2 separate regions of the Anas platyrhynchos genome follow, and region 1 is linked to region 2. The links are chromatin contacts, called in public Hi-C maps. All regions are on one chromosome and are shown on one strand. The core of a region is the stretch at or near the end of the contact, and the rest is flanking DNA. Distances in the headings are between cores, read along the strand shown. Region 1 holds the start of CXCR6 (C-X-C motif chemokine receptor 6). Region 2 overlaps LARS2 (leucyl-tRNA synthetase 2, mitochondrial).

The links. Hi-C and Micro-C count contacts between places; a contact is called where the count stands out from the background.
Region 1: a Hi-C map of skeletal muscle shows a contact between it and region 2, with 2.3 times the contacts expected there. The contact joins the promoter of CXCR6 here to the enhancer-like site in region 2. A contact is called at or near these places in 3 of 8 Hi-C or Micro-C datasets (skeletal muscle and subcutaneous adipose tissue).

The regions. Positions count from the first base shown.
Region 1 is chr2:114,096,324-114,099,023 of IASCAAS_PekinDuck_T2T, forward strand. It overlaps CXCR6 (C-X-C motif chemokine receptor 6), which reads left to right and starts at 1,299. Exons shown (of 3, transcript XM_038174297.2): 1 at 1,299-1,491. All of the region lies in intron 14 of FYCO1 (FYVE and coiled-coil domain autophagy adaptor 1), which reads right to left.
Region 2 is chr2:113,947,435-113,950,134 of IASCAAS_PekinDuck_T2T, forward strand. All of the region lies in intron 14 of LARS2 (leucyl-tRNA synthetase 2, mitochondrial), which reads left to right. Among named protein-coding and RNA genes, the nearest start is that of LIMD1, 34 kb to the right of the region's middle. Within about 2 kb of position 1,382, at least 5 of the 8 cell types and tissues checked have an H3K27ac peak or open chromatin away from gene starts, as enhancers often do. A contact at or near this core is called in subcutaneous adipose tissue, where this site is marked.

The DNA.
Region 1 (2,700 bases), core at 49-2,548, 150 kb after region 2:
CAGTTTGTTAATATTTAGCACCTTGCTGCAGATTTGTTTCTCTGAGACAGGAATTGCTACTACGTGTACCAAAGCACAAGGGAGAATTCAATGTAATTTTAAAGAGCATTATGGGGCCATGCATTTCTTCTGCAAGTGATCTTCTGTCAGTAAATGACGCTGTAGGGCTAGGCCAGATTTGCAGGTACCACATCCAAGGACACAGAGATGCAAGCATAGCGCTCTGCGGGGCTGAATCCCCACAGCACTGCAGCTCTGCACAGGCTGCTGCAGAGACCTACCTTCATGGGCTGTTTTTTCTGCACACTGCCTCCCTCTCTGGCAGAATCTGTCCATGACAAAGGCTACAACTTTTCTACACTGAGCACTGCTTCTGAAGATGAGTCTGCAAAGTTTACCAAGAGCAGTGAGGCTCGCTAAGGAAGCAAGCACAGCTGATAAATGCACCTTGGAAACACATCTAGGAAACCACCTGGAATGTCGCATACAATGCAGAGTTTTGCTTTACGGCATGTGCAGGCTTCTTATCTAGGAAAGAATACCACAGGAAAGGCCAAATGAAAGATACGGCTCATGCAGAGCTGTGGCAGAGGCCAGGCTTGTAGCTTGGTTACAAGGAGTGCACAGAGCTGTCCCTAATCACAGAAGGGACAAACAAGAGCAGAGTTATCACCTCATCCAGTGGCATCGCCCAGGCACCTCTGCTTCTCTGCACCCTCTCCAGGACCTCCTCACAACTATTTCTCTCCCAGGTCTTGTACCCCCAGGCTGTAAGTCAATTCTACCTCTGCAAGTGAAAAAGAGTCACCCTTGCATAGGGTGGGCTCCTTCCATCTCCTTTTTAAACATACAGAGGCCCTCCCAGCTTTTTTGTTGTCTCTGAAAGAAAATTTAGCACATGCATTAACGTTAACCAGGAACAAGACTGCCTTAGAGGTCAAAGACTCACTTGGGGATGGCCACCAACACAATGTATTTCTGTGCATCTCTGCTCTACTCATCTCAGATGCAAAAATAAAAGAGAAAAAAAAAAGGCACTGGAATATTTTTTTTTCCAGAAAAATATACAAAGCCTAGAAAAAAAATGGAAAACCTAGTATTTTCCAATAGCTCTCATAAAGTACACAAGTAGTCAAAACAGGAAAGTGGTACATGCAGATTAAGTTTTAAGTCTGCAAATATTTTTTGAAAAATACATCATTTGATTCCGGTCATTTCAATAGAAAGGCCACAGGTTAATGAAAACACAGATATTTTGAACTGGATCTTGAGATCACCGCACGTTCATATTACCGTACCTGCAGTTGCATCACTCAAGGATGTGCCTCAAAAACAAAGCAGTAACTTCACATCACGTTGCTTTGGTCAACAGCTACGAAAGCTGTGACACAGCTACACAGATTTAGCGCTGATAAATAAAGCAAACTGCTGGCTTCTGACTTCCTCTGCAAGATATGACAGCTGCGTATCGCCAAGATGTGACACTGTTTAGTAAGTGACTGTTTTCTCGACTTCAGGTAAACAGGTAGACAGTAAAAATACAGCTTTAGCATTTAAAAGATTCAAACTTGAAAGATTTTGTTAGATTAATAGATGTCTGATTTGATATGCAAAATCAAAGAGAAATGGTGGGATTATATTCAAAGTGTTGGAGATACTGATATTGCATTTTAGTTTTGTTATTAAATCTTTTCTGATGCTTTTTTCCTGCAGCAGCTTTTTCATTTACACTTGTTAGCTTTTGAAAAAGTCCTTTAGACAATTTTTGGATAGCTGGAACTTAGATGATATTTGTATTAATCATCTCATTTTCATTTATGCTCCAGAATCTATTTTTCCTACTTATATTTGCTTGAAAACTGCTTCTCTTTCCCAACAAATACATACATGAGATAATTTCACCTTTTCTGATTACAACCTCAAAACCCTTTTGCAATGAAATTGGTTCATTTTTAAGCAAGGTAAAATTAAATGATGTTGATGAGCATTATTTAACCAAATGGGAAAACAAATAAACAACAAACAAACGAAGACAAAACAAAACAAAAGCACCACTGTAACACAGACTACCAGCTCCTGCTATAACCAAATCCATGTACTCTGAATTCCCAGTGTCCTGGAGATTATAAACACCCTTCTTCTGGTGACAGGATGAGAACTATCCATGCCGGAGCAAACCGGAATAGCATGTTCTTGCTCACCATTACTTTCCTGAATTTCCATTTCATTATTTTGACAGCTAATTCTAAACGAACCAGATCTCAAGGTAAAACCTGTATTAACATACTGGATACTGCGCAGCTTTCTTCAATTCATTTCTCTTACCATGATGTTGTTCTTGTGCAATTTAAGCTTCATTTAAAATTCTATATCTTTTTAGAACCTAATTTCAGTCCATTACACATTCTAACATTTTCCTGCAAATAAACTTATCTTGCTCAAAATTCTCCTGATCACAGCATTCTGTTCTTCCTCCTTCCTGTTTACCTTACACAATGCTTTCCCACTATCTGAGTTCAGGTAGAAATATTACTTCTGTTCCTTCTTTTGAAAAAAGCTGGAATAAGTCCATGAACAGTCTGACAAGGCAGAGCAACTCTGAAGTTTGAGACAAAACAATGCAGATTTTAACTCAGTTGTATGAGGATAAAAGCAGAATAGTGTAAGAGCTTCTGGCTAGAAAAGCATCAGGTATAATAA
Region 2 (2,700 bases), core at 132-2,631:
AATTGTAAATGGAATCTAGCACATCTTCCCTGAAGGATTATAAAGCAATAAAAAAAGTTTATTGTTTCCATTAAGTCAGCAGATAGGACTCTGATAGAAAGCAAATGTGTTGAATAAGAAGGTGCTATTTTTACACAGCTGCATTACAGAATAAAATAAGGCATCTGTGACAGAAAAAGCTTATTCTATAAAGGAAGGGTGTTAGAGCATCTCAAAGTTCATTAGGGACTTGATCACAAGTGTTGATTTTCATTAAAAGCACTCAGCTATTGACTGTATGGTCTGGCTGTTCGATACCGTTTGATCTTTCTTCTACCTAAAATGATCTGCTCCTACCCCCCTAGGCATTTATATTGTGGCCTTCTACAGGATTGCCAGCTTGTTTCAGATGGATCTAACTGCACATTTCATGAGCTTCTGAACTCAGCTGCCATTGACTGACCAAGGTCTTGTCTCAGCTCTGGGGCACAGTATTGGGCTTTCTCAGCTTCCTAAAGATGTGGGATGCAGACACATTGAGTAAGCTCCCTTGCTAGTGCTGGCCCTTCTTCTCAGTCCACTATTTATCACTGTTGCAGACTCCACAGACCCAGCTGGGTCATTTGTAATTGGATTGAAAGTCCCACTACTTGCTTTACCCAGGGCAGAGTCAGAAGCCTGAGGATGTGGCACTGAGCAGGAGCACTTAGCTGTCACTCGTGCTTGCTCCTTCATCCATTGTGTGCTCCTGTACAGAGAGATTGGTCTGTCACAGACCTGAACCTGTATAGGAAAATTTCTGAGGGAGAAAAGGTGGGTTACATGCTTCATGCCTAGTACAGGTAATCTTTGGAGATGCAAAACAGACTGCACAGGTGAGCACCCATCTGATGTGCAAGATAATCAAAAGCTGCATAAAAAGAAGGCCAAAGTGCCCATACTTCAGCATTGATGCAAACAGACATGACAGGCAGGTAAAGGCATATCCTGTTTCAGCATCTTTATAATTTAAAATGTGACTGAGCATCCAGAGAAACTCAAGCCACCTCTTCGTTTATTGTGCTGGAAAGGTCTGGTCTGTCTGTATGGACACAGCTTAGTTTCAATTGCTTCCCAGCCATACTACTCACGAGGTTTTTATGATGCCAGGCCACAGGCTGGTGTTGCAGTATTTAGATCAGAATTACCCCAAGTGCTGTGCTGTGGCATCTTTGCCATTCCCTTCCATAGTCAGGAAGCACACCAGTTTCTATGAAGGGGAAAGTTATAGTTGTACAGCCTTATTAGTGCATATCAGAGTGTCACTCTACATCTGACCATGCGATGGAGCCATTACAACACTGGCAAAGCCACACTGCACATCAGGAGAAATTCATTACAGGGCTCAATTTGTTTCTGAGCCCTGTGTTTGTTAGACAGGCTCTGTTTTTCTCGTTTTGGGCATTTCTCCATTCTCCTGCGGTCTCCCACTAGGAACATGTGGAGTTTTTTGTTCCCCATACTTGGTAATGTATTTTGTATTGCATTTTTGTAGCCTCTGTCAGCATAAACAAAAATAGGAAATGCTCATTCCTGCATTCAGCTTTTAATAACTTGGCATATGATCTGAACTAACGCTTTGTCATTAAAAAATAAGTGTTCCCTGAAAAATCACTTCCAGTGGAGAATATTATCTGATTTTGATGTTCTGGCTACCACATTAGCTTTATTTTAGTTAGCAACAAGTGTAGCTATTTTAATAATTGAAATCTTAAACAGACTGAAGTACTGAATGGTAGGAGAACAAAATGTTTTTGTTTTTCCTTGGTGGTGTAGTTTATTTAGTTTGTAGAAGAAACTGTCCTGGAAAGTTATCTCCTAAAGTATTTTTGTACTTGCTTGTTGCTGATAGGATTACAGGACTTTTATTCCCAATATTTGTCTTTTCATTAATTTTGATAATTTGAGATAATTGACATTTGAGCTGATTATTGCCTCCTATTTTTAAAATACTTTTGTTTGTTTGTTTGTTTCTACTGTCCAAATTTGACTTCATTTTTCATCTCCCTAAGTTACTTTAACTCACTTATAAATACAATGATTTTTCAGGCAACCTGTGTTCAAACCTGACTTCAGAAAATATTTATACAGATCCTCTTACTTCATATCATTGATAAAAGCAGGTAGCATGGTACAGACCAGTGCTGCTTGGTGACTGAATGGTACACCATGTGCCAGTACTTGCACAGTATTTGGAAGTATGCAAAATATGCAAGGAAGGGAACTCCTGTTCAAACATGAATATATTGAAGATAAAGTTTGAAGCCTGTTGCTTTCTCTCTCCTGATTTAAAGGTTTTCTTTGAAATATCTCCTTGATTCATAGTCATCAAAAGTTTTAAGGAGTAGCATTTAGAAGGCATCTGCTTTAATACAGTAAAAACATGCACATTTATTGTATAATTTAATAATGATTTAAATATTTTATTGAATAAATTACTGTGCTTTAAATCATTAAGTAAATTTTCCTCATGATCGACGTGCTTATATTTCATAAGATTGTGAAATATGAAATAGACACCACAAAAGTAAATAGTGTTTTGGACTGTGATTTTTGTAAACATAAAGTAAAATACAGAAGCCTGTTTTTATTGTTTCTTCTTTAGATGGACAGATTTATTCTAGCTTTTTGAAAAATATGTAAATACAAGTGATACATCCTTTGTACACAAGTGTTTTGGTA